Regions from separate parts of the Zea mays genome. Here region 2 is linked to region 1. A link is a contact called in public Hi-C data. All regions are on one chromosome and are shown on one strand. The core of a region is the stretch at or near the end of the contact, and the rest is flanking DNA. Distances in the headings are between cores, read along the strand shown. Region 1 holds the start of LOC100272531. Region 2 holds the start of LOC103651210 (receptor-like protein 51).

The links. A called contact is a pair of places that touch in the nucleus more often than the background predicts.
Region 2: a Hi-C map of bundle sheath shows a contact between it and region 1, with 2.7 times the contacts expected there. The contact joins the promoter of LOC103651210 here to the promoter of LOC100272531 in region 1. A contact is called at or near these places in 6 of 25 Hi-C or Micro-C datasets (bundle sheath, endosperm, leaf and 1 more).

The regions. Positions count from the first base shown.
Region 1 is chr3:203,167,625-203,173,754 of Zm-B73-REFERENCE-NAM-5.0, reverse strand. It overlaps LOC100272531, which reads left to right and starts at 4,234. Exons shown (of 3, transcript NM_001147000.2): 1 at 4,234-6,130. The coding sequence starts at 4,481.
Region 2 is chr3:203,538,016-203,543,362 of Zm-B73-REFERENCE-NAM-5.0, reverse strand. It overlaps LOC103651210 (receptor-like protein 51), which reads left to right and starts at 3,266. Exons shown (of 1, transcript XM_008676829.4): 1 at 3,266-5,181. The coding sequence starts at 3,647. The coding sequence ends at 4,891.

The DNA of each region.
Region 1 (6,130 bases), core at 2,985-5,484:
GCTGGGGTCCTCCCCGTCCCGGAACTTTGCTGAGGCCCGGACCTCTCTCGGGGGGGGGGGGGGGCTGGGAACCACCCGAGGGACCCGACATGTCTCCTCGGGAGCTCCGGACTCGTACTCACAGGGGTCCGGTGTTCCTTTGTGGAGGTCTGGACCCGATGGTGCTTCCTGGGATGTATTATCCTTCCTCGCCACGTGGTACCTTTAGGCCTGTCCACGTGGCGGGGTCAGGTGCCACTCTCCGTGCGACCTGGAGGCATCGTACGGGTGCAGCGCCTTCATACTATAGAAGATGGTACTCCTGATTCAGGATACCGACAGTATCTATTTTATCTTTGTTGTTCGTACTGTTAAAGTAGTTTGAGATAACTAATTTGATTGTAGTCAAAGTGATGGGAACATTGGGATACACGCATGTAGTATATTCTTCGATTAATTTGATGGGAGTCAAATTGAGAACATTTGGGTAGTACACATTGTATCCTTCCAGGCAGGTGAGCTCAACAGTTGTCTCATTGAATTGTTTTTAAGTTTACGGTCTTAAAAAAGTCAAATCAAACGGAGTAGAACCTAAAATTGATTAAAATAAGAACTAGAACGTGTGTGTTTTTTTTGGTAAAAAAAGAGAGAGACTTGCCTCCTTTTAGAAAAGTTGGCGTGCAACTTACTTTTGTGTGGACAGGCAGGCAGGCAGCCGCATGGACTCTCCTGATCGCCATCTGACGGAACAAGATGCAGATCAGCTGCAACGGCACCCTAAAATGACGTCTGTATATCAGTACATGTCCGTGCAAGTAGCGGTGACTGCCTGTCGTCTATTGTTTCTTTTTGGCCTAAAAAGAACAGCTTTGCGCACGGAGACCGGCCGTCGCCGCCGCGCTGGCTGGGTCCGACCTGGAATCCACGCAGAGAATAGGATAAGACAGTTGTGCAATGCCTTTTTTTTTGCATGTAATAACTTGTACGCCTAAAAATGCACAAGGAGGAAGGGTGGCTGACTCGACGTCTACGCGGACGCAGCTAGCGCGACCGCTCCCACAGCAGCCTTCACGCGCGCGGGTCGGGCGGGGCTCGCTCCGCCCCGCCCCGCAGGGAAATGCCGACCCGACACCTGCCACGGCACAGCCACCACCTGGTCCACCCACCACCACGTGAAACGTGATTCAAGTTCAACTAATCAACTGTTGCTGGCCAGCCAGTCGTGGTCCGGGCTCCGGTCCTCGCCCGATCAACACGTACGGCGAGTCGGCGATGGATCGAGTTGCCGTCTCGTGGACCAGTCAGCTCCGAGTTGGCGTCCGGCAACGACCAGCTAGCTGACCGCGCCCTCGCCTGCGCCAACTCGTGCTCTTTTGCTGGACGACGTGCCTCCGCCTCGCGAGGCAGGGGTCTTTTGGCAGCATCGGTTCGGAGAAATAAACAAACAAGCTTGGTCTGGACTTCTTCGTTAAGCGGTGTGCACAGGTCAATTACTTGGATTACCTCCAGATTACATCGACGTCTTCCTGTTCTATTCAGCAGCGTCACAAAGTTGGCTCGCCGCACCTGCTTGGCTGGCTGAAAACACTATGTACAAAATCCAGCGATACGTAGCTTTTCTTGGGGTGAAAATAACAAGAGCAAAGCAAACACTAAAACGACCACTCCGTAATTCCGTATTCTTGTGTGAACATAGATTTGATAATTCGGGCGACAAAGGTAACGACACGGGGGAGATGGATAGAGCAGAGGACGTGGCCGAGGGTCACTCCTTACTCGTCACAGCTGACGTCACACGAGCCACGCGTCGTTGCAGTTATTGTACGTGACACGTTTTTCTTGCAACCAGACGCCCAACTCACATACCCCACCACTATGTCATTGCCGCGGGGAAGACGATTGGCTCCCAGGAACAGATAAAGGGCCTGTTTGGAAACAATTTATAATACTACAGTTTACCAAATGCTATGACACAACCATGATATATTTTACATTAGTTTAATCCAACATCTCTTTAGAGACAAAATATTTCCATTGCATGGTTTTGGTTAATCCATGGCTTTGAATTTAAAGTTGCATTTAAAATTGCAAACATGGCGACCACACAAGTACAGTTGCAAATTAGAACTCAATTCACATGCATTCGAACAAGATCAAAACAAATGCAAAATGAAGCCTCTAGTTCTGCACCTCACGTCCCTCCCCTTGTACCCTTGTCACCTTGTGTCCTTTCTCTGAAATAGAACACATCATATCAAAATTAGGAAAAGAGGGAATGGAGCTCCATCCTGAAGCATTTTTGTGAACGGAGCACGGAGAGCGCTCAGAGCAGCAGTGAACCAGACCGCACACAACAGCCCACAGCCCCACACCTTGAGCCAGCCCCTCCACGCGGTCGAGCCCGTCCGACGCGTTTCCCTCCAACCAGTCGGGCAGTGCCCAGATCGACGCCAACAAGTAGTTGACAACTCATTGCCCTTCACCACAGGCGGTGTTAATTAGAGATAGTTAATGATAGCACCAATACGCTGACTCAGCACATCGTAGATTTTTTGCGCCAATATGAGGTATGTCTTCTCAATGACCAGGAGAAAATCCGAGTAGCTTGGTATGCAAAGCGAATATGTTCGGCGTAGATCAACACCAGGTGGACTGATTTAAGATTGAGTCCAGACCGACAAAACAGGCGACGATCGGTGACATAGAATTTTTCATAAGTTTAGTACCAGAGTAGGCTTTGGCGCGATCCCTTCCTCTCATCCTGATTAGAGCTTCCTTCAATTAACTAATGCATGCATGCGCTGGCTGGTAGCATGCTTGATTTCCGCCCAAGCATGTGTATGATCGTATCAGCCACTCCTGTTGCCTTGGTCGATGATTGATACTTGAGCCCCCCCTGCTGACGTCAGGTAGCAACAAATTCTTGTAGACAGATTTTATCAGTCGACGAATCTGATAGCTACTTGAACTCCATGATAATAGAATCAATTCTTTTCCAATCTGTATGCCGAGCGATCAGTGCGCTTAGTTCCAAAACAGTCGGATCGGATTTGGTGAATTATTCCAGCAGGATCATCCATCTGACGAACAGGTCGCAGACGACTGTTAAGATGTCTTCGTGAGATACTAGCAATTGGATAACAGGATAGATGATCTGTTGTACACGTTTTGAAGTCTTGCGCCTCCTAGATGACCAAATCGACGAATTGCAAACAGAGCCGTAGTGATGCCACGGTCGAGCAGATCTGAGTTAGAGATCAGATACGCTCCAATCTCGAACTTGAAATTGTTGTTGAAGATGACGACCATTGAACTGTCGTAGATCGACATCGAACCTCTAACGCGTCAGCTGTCGATGTTTGTGACCCTCCCGCGCACCATGGGGTTACCCACGTGCTTTTGGGTAGGACGTCAATGTCACGACAAAAACACAACGAATTATACATGTTTGGGTCGCGAGATGCGTAATACCCTATATCATATTTTGCTTTGATATCTGGAGCTTACAATGACTCAATGAGGGCTAGGGTTTGTATGTTTGATGAGAGAGACCGGGGGGAGGGGTGTGTGTATGAAATCACATTCCTTGGAGGAAGATCCCTCACTTGCTTTATATAGTCTGGCATGGCTTGGGTTACAAGTCCGTTTCCTTCTATATCTCCTAGATGGTTTAGATTACAATAGAGTGCTTGTATTGTGCGCTAAGTTTATTCAGCCAGTCAACCCATATAGAGAATACGTCTCATTTGGATCGAGAGTCTCATTTGGATCAAGAGGATATCCACCCCCACAACCTTAAATGACGGTAGAACGTCAAAAAATAGTACATCAAAGGGATTATAGAATTGTCTTGAGACTATAAAAATAATGCGTTCCCAAACATGACTAAATTTGCCAACACTTCTTGAACGAGCCCCAATGCCATTGGAACCATCAGCCCCTCAGAGCGATCACAGCCATTGATCATACCGGTGCGGCCAAAAATGCTCGTATCTGTATCGTCCAAGGGCCCCTACATGCCTACAGATGAAGGTGGGTCGCATGACGCCAGCTGGCATGGGGGGAGCGCAACCTTATCCTCTTTTCACGAGGCATCTCGTGCCTAGGCGCGGTCCAAGGAGCCCTAACACACCGACAAACCAAAGGGTCCATATATCAGTGATTAGTGGTCCAGGAGAGGCCTCACGCGCCGAGCGCCCGAGCCCAACACACCCGTGGAATATACGGGCGAGTCTCTGCCTTCACCCCCTCCCCGACCTCTCGCCTCCCTCTCTGGTCGCGTACCCATTCCGAATTGGCCAACCCACAGGCCACACCACCTCCCTCTCTCTCGAGCCGCCGCCATCAGATCAGATCAAAGAGGAACACCCAACCCCCCTCCCCCCACCCCCCAAGAGTTTGGTGACAATCTCGGTCCTGCTGATCCGAAGGGGTAGCCGGGCCGGCTAGGGCGTGCTCACATCTCGCGGCGAAGCTTTTCTCTCCGCTCGGTGTTTCAGCCATGATGTCGCGGTCGTATACCAACCTGCTCGACCTCGCGGAGGGCAACTTCGCGGCGCTGGGCCCGGCCGGCGGCAGCGGGCGGCAGAGACATGGGTCGTTCGGGCTGCGGCGGATGTCGCGGGTGATGACGGTGCCGGGGACGCTGTCGGAGCTCGACGGCGAGGACGAGTCGGAGCCGGCCGCGACCAGCAGCGTCGCCTCCGACGTGCCCTCGTCGGTGGCGGTGGACCGCCTCATAGTGGTCTCGAATCAGTTGCCCATCGTCGCGCGCCGCAGGCCCGACGGCCGAGGGTGGTCCTTCTCGTGGGACGGCGACTCGCTCCTACTCCAGCTCCGCGACGGCATTCCCGACGAGATGGAGGTGCTCTTCGTCGGATCGCTCCGCGCCGACGTCCCCGCAGCCGAGCAGGACGAGGTGTCGCAGACGCTGCTCGACCGATTCCGCTGCGCGCCGGTGTTCCTCCCTGACCACCTCAACGACCGGTTCTACCACGGCTTCTGCAAGCGCCAGCTCTGGCCTCTGTTCCACTACATGCTCCCCTTCTCATCGCCCGCTTCCGCGTCCGCCGCCGCTACCTCTTCCTCCGTCGCCACTTCGTCACCCGGCAACGGTCGCTTCGACCGCAGCGCTTGGGAGGCGTACGTGCTCGCCAACAAGTTCTTCTTCGAGAAGGTCGTGGAGGTAATCAACCCGGAGGATGACTACGTCTGGGTTCACGACTACCATCTCCTGGCGCTGCCTACCTTTCTCCGCCGCCGCTTCAACCGCCTCCGCATCGGATTCTTCCTCCACAGCCCCTTCCCCTCGTCCGAGATCTACCGCACCCTCCCTGTTCGCGACGAGATACTGAAGGCGCTGCTCAATTGTGACCTCATTGGGTTCCACACTTTTGATTACGCCAGGCACTTCCTCTCGTGCTGCAGTAGGATGCTGGGAATTGAATACCAGTCAAAGCGTGGGCACATTGGATTGGATTACTTTGGCCGCACTGTAGGGATCAAGATCATGCCAGTGGGAGTTCATATGGGTCAGTTGGAGTCGGGTCTGCGCTTGCCTGATAGGGAGTGGAGGCTTTCTGAGCTTCAACAGCAGTTTCAGGGCAAAACTGTCTTGCTTGGTGTGGATGATATGGATATCTTTAAGGGGATCAATTTGAAGCTTCTTGCATTTGAGAACATGTTGAGAACACATCCCAAGTGGCAGGGGAGAGCAGTGTTAGTGCAGATTGCTAACCCAGCCCGTGGAAGGGGTAAGGATCTGGAAGCCATCCAGGCTGAGATTGAGGAGAGCTGCCAGAGGATCAATGGAGACTTTGGCCAGTCAGGGTATAGCCCTGTTGTTTTCATCGATCGTGATGTGTCAAGTGTCGAGAAGATTGCCTATTATACGATAGCGGAATGCGTGGTTGTGACTGCTGTGAGGGATGGGATGAACTTGACACCATATGAGTACATTGTCTGTAGGCAGGGTGCACCAGGATCTGAGTCAGTATCAGAGGTGGGTGGGCCAAAGAAGAGCATGCTGGTTGTGTCAGAGTTTATTGGCTGCTCGCCGTCACTGAGTGGTGCTATTAGGGTCAATCCATGGAATATAGAGGCAACAGCAGAGGCGATGAATGAGGCCATTTCAATGCCAGAACAGGAAAAA
Region 2 (5,347 bases), core at 2,017-4,516, 370 kb before region 1:
CGTTTCTCATATGGAAGCCAAAATTGATACTCCCTCCGTTTCTTTTTAGTTGTCGCTGAATAGTTCAATTTTGCACTATCCAGCGACAACTAAAACGAAACGGAGGGAGTATAACCGAACTCGTTTAGAGTGCGTTCGTTTGTTCAGGATTGAGACCAGGAATGGTTCCAGGTGATCAAAACTTATACAAATTAGATAAACATTTCTGGTTGGATTGATTCTAGGTCATAGTTCCAGAACAAACGAACACACCCTTAGCAAAATCGAATTCCGATCCTGATATCCGAATTTCCATTGTATAGGAATGTGAAAGCGGATGATATCCGTATCCGCACGTCCTCTGCGCTAGCCTCTATTTTTTTTCCCGAAAAGCGAAAAAGCGTCAAGATAGTTGTCGCAATTCATTAATAAGAGGGAGAAGCAAAACACCAATTACAGGGTCCCTAACCACCACGAGTACGACTACAACAACCTATACAAAGATTTAAAAAAAACACACACAACAATAAGAGACTCTTTAAACAAAGCTAGAGTGAACCATCCTGCGACAAAGAGATCCTCTAAATAAAGGTAGAGTGAGCCGCCATGCATTGCATGACATTCTCTCTGATGAGATAAGCAACGGCGAGATGATCTTTCATGGATTTTTTTTAAAAAAAATTCTATTTCTTTTTTCCAAATATTCTACCAAAAAATAGACAACTAGCCTATCGAAAATCCTTCATCTCGGTTTATCAATTCTACCTAAGCCTACACCTTGCCTACCATGTATGTAAATGACCATCATACTTTAGATTCGCTGGGAAGCTGAGATCGGTCCATTGTAACAATTTCCGTCAAATGCTTTTTGAGTAGCTCGCTAGCCTCTGCTTTGCCATCCATTAATTCCCCTGCGGCTTGCGGGCGCCACGCTGTGACGGGCAAAAGGACTACTGAAGCTGAATAGTAGTTGTACCATATAGTAAAAATCTAGAGATAAAAAAACACAGTACCAACCAGGGATGAAAAATGGAAATGGTTATTCATATTATACGATATCCGTACCCAGTAAAAGATGCACATGAAAAATATCCGTATCTGAATTCATTTTTCATATAAAAGTCAAAGTCAAAGTATCCGAATCCGTTTAGCGAAAACGAATGTGGATTCTGATATCCGAATTTACGTTGGTCTAATACGGATGTGAAATCGGATAGTTCGTGTCCGCAAGTCCTGTGTGCGCCAGCCTCTGTTTCGCCACCCCTCACTGTGTTCCCTTGCGCACGCCAGCCATGCCGCCGCTGTGTTTTCGCGCGCTAAATTTATTTATACCCAACTTGTCTTGTTCCTCACTCAGTAAAACAAAACGGCAGTCATTCTCATTCTCTACCTCTAAATTTTCTACCGTCCACGACCCAAGCATCTGCAACCTAACCCTAGTTAGCTGCTAGACGGTGGCGGCACGCCGGCACTAGCGGCTCCACCTCCACCCCTGGGTTCCGCTCGTCGTGGTGGTTTGCGGCTGCTGTTGATTGATCGTCGTGTGTTTTCCCTAGAAATCTCCATCGACGACGGGTCCTTCTGTACAATTCATCAGCTGCTCCACCTACAGTCCTACACTACATCCAAAAAAAAAACGAAATGTGACTATTCTAATTCAATTCTTGTTGACCGAATGCTTCATGGTACTAGCATGAATATGCATCTGATCTACGGCCTCTCTCTATCTTGTCAACTACAGGGATAGAAGCAAAGGGCTACTGCTGATCAGTAGTTTTTTTTAAGGGAAGCAATTTTTTCTTGTCTGGTTGGTGGTCCTTCTTACGTTTTAATGTCACTATGTGTTAGTTTAGGCTATTCTGTCAGCTGGTATCCCCAGCGTGCTCGCCGGCGATATTTGATTGTTGAACCTTTATATGTTTTCTAATAATCAGAGAAGTTTATCAGTTTAAAAAAATATCATGTGTATATTTCTTAAGGTGTGCACCATGATACAAGTGGCGCTAGATTCACACCTGACTACCTACATCACCATCCATGTTTTCGGGACAAGAAAACCGTGGTTGTTTGCACCAAAAGTTGTGATCCCGTCACAAACCGCTCTTACAAATCCGACCGTTAGAGAATAGCCCATTCTGAGAGCTACGGTGTCGTTGAAAATATAACCCACGAAGGGGAAATGAATTCTTTTTCTTGAACAACATCATTTCTACCTAGCCGAATAAACGACACATTGTGGTCGCTTCTAATTAACAAAGGTAAAGACCTCCAGTCCCTGTCCCAGCCCTAGAGCTAGCCAACTACCAAACATGTGATTTATGTCATTAGACTGAGTTTCTCCTATGACCAAGAAGAGGACGTTCCAAACAAATCTAGCCAGACGGCACTTGATCGTTAATAGTTTCGTTCATATGATAAAAATAATAAGATAAATCTCCATGTCAATTATGATACTTTAAGAGAACTTGTGAGAGTAATTGAGGTCCAAACACTATATATATATGAATCAACGATAATAGAATGCCTACCTAGAGAACAGTTCTATCTAAAATTTATGGTAAAAACTGATTTATAATTATGAGATCCAAACAAGGTGTTGTTTGGTTCACGAAATGTAATGTAAATGATAATGATATCGAGTCACACTCAAGTGCTAGTTTGAATAGGCTTATATTAGTTCCAAGTATAATATCTAATTATGGTTGGACCTAAATAAACATGATCTAACATTATTAGTTATTTATCACATTATAAATATGTGAACAAAACGAAACCTTAAAGTACTTCATGACAGATCTAGCGATGCTCTTTTCACCTTACCTACTCTAAAACATTATTAAGGAATTGAATAAATACCGTTCCCGTTGAGCAAAAAGTCAATAGTGCATGCCTTAAATAAAAAAAACAAAGGGAGTGTTGCAGAACACCCTTTATTTTGCAGCTACACACGCGTTTCGGCGTTTGAATCTCCTTCAGCTCAATCGCGCTAGCAACCTAGCATTGTGAGTTGTGAGAAGACCAAATGTTTTTGGGCCGCTTATTAGAATGGAGTTGGTTTGGGCCGCTGGGGACCGCAGAAGCGCCCAGCCTGAGAGAGCGGCAGGTCCCCAGCCCGACTCGCAGGCGCAGCGCGATTTGTCACGGGCGCGCTCAGCTCCAGTTCGCACTTCGCAGTGCGCGGCGTCGCGGTGGAGCGCCAAAACCTGAGCGCGGCACAGAGGCCAGAGCTGGTACGCGCACCATCCCCATGTTTGAGCGGCCAGGCCCAGACCACTACCGGTCCCGTCTTTCCACAGCGGTCAATAGGACGCAGTGGTAGCATGAGATAGGCACACAGGGACTGCACGGATACCCAGGCACGCTGCCTCTGCTGCAGTCACAGGCGGCCTCTGCGCGCCCCGGCGCAAGCACACTGCCCTCGAAAGCAACCGTGCCATGCCGTCCCCCGTCCCCCAATACACAGCCGGCGAGCCCTGCCCATCTGTCAATCCGCGCCCATCCGACGGTGGAGAGCAGCTCTCCGGCCCCTGCCTTCCTCGCGGGTCGCGGCTTTGAAGAAAGCTTTCTCCGTTTCTCCGGTTTCCACGCGCGCTCTCGGTCTCGGCTCTCGCTTCGCCAATCGCCACTGGGGAGTGCGTGCCTGCTCTAGTGCTCTGCGTCCACGGGCATGGACGCCGCTGCCCTCTTCTTCTCTCACCTCCTCCCCATCGTCGTCGTCGCGGCCATCGCGGGCGCGGCGCCACTGGACCCGCAGCAGCTGCTGGCGCTGCGCGCGCTCGGCCTGGGCGCGCACCCGCGCGCCGACCCCTGCGGCGCGGCCGCCGTTGTGGCCGCCGTGAACGCTTCCTGCGACGCGGGGGAGCCCTTCCGGCGTGTCACGTCGCTCGCCCTCACAAACTGCTCCGACACCACCTCCGTCTCGGCGGCGGCGCTCGAGGCGCTCGCGCCGTCACTCCGGGCGCTGGCGTTCTCCGACTGCCCGGCCGCGCCGCCGCGAGCTCTGCCCCCGGAGCAGCTGGCGTCCGGGCTCCGGGCATTCTCCTGCACCGCCTCGCTCCACCGCCTCTCCGCCGTGTGGCTCTCCCACCTCACCAATCTCACGGAGCTCGCCGTCGCGGACACGCCCCTCGCCACGGGCTCCCCCACTGAGCTCGCAGTCGTCGTCTCCCACATGGAGCACCTCACCCGGCTCACCGTCTCCAACGCCAACCTCTCTGGCTTCCTCCCGCACCACTGGCATTGCCCCAACCTCACCCACCTCGACCTGTCTGGCAACCGCATCACCGGCGCCATCCCGGATACCCTGACGCTCCTCGCCGGCATCACCCACATCAACCTCAGCTCCAACGCTCTCGATGGGCCCATCCCCACCTCCATCGGCGATCTCATCTCGCTCACCGCCCTGGACCTGTCCAATAACAGACTCTCCGGCGGCATCCCCGACACGCTCTCTACGCTGCCGGAGCTGGAGGTGCTCGACTTGGGCTCCAACCGGCTCAACGGCAGCATACCGCCGTTCCTGGCCGAGATGCATGGGCTGAGGGAGCTCAACCTCGAGAACAACGACTTCGACGGCATGGTTCCGTTCACCGCCAAGTTCCTGTCCAGGCTGCGCGTGTTCAGGGCCGCCGGGAACGGCAAGCTGTGCTACAACCGGTCCGTGCTGCCCGCTGAGCTCGCCATGAGCGTGGCTCCGTGCGACAAGTACGGGTTCCCGGTGCTGCCGCCCCCGGCCACGGCGCGGTCGGAGCGAAGCGCGGACTACGACGACGGCGGCGGGGACGGAGAGGCGGACGGCGGCGCCGACACGAGGGGTGGGCCCAGCGCCACGGTGCTCGGGGTGGCCATCGGGCTATCCTGCCTGGCGTTCCTTATCATCTTGCTCGTTTGCATCTGCAAGGTGTGCCGCTGAGGCCCGGCGCTGCCTCTGTTGCATGTCTTTTTGCTGAGTTCGTTAATCAGTTCTGCTGTTGCCCATTGGGATTGGAAGTGACGTGGAAAATGTATGGAGTACTGGTAGCTAGGGCTTAATTTATTCACCTGTAATTTTTTGGCGCCGTTCTTCGCTCTTGTTCGTGTTTCAGCCTTGAAGATGCGAAGAACAGCTTTATACAGAAGGAGCTTTTGGACCAGGTTATGACGAATGTTTTGGGTATGTGTTCTTAAAAACAACATATGGAATGTCAAAATCCACAAGAACAAGATCGGCCTACATTCATGAGAACTATTTGGTAGGGTTTATCGTCCTAGCAGAAGCCTGTGAAGCCATCCCGAACTAGCTTCGTTGGCTTCTCCTGAAAAAGAATCTACAACGACAATCACTCCAATAGGGATCCAGTCAGTCCTATTGGCCATCAGGTAGCAACCA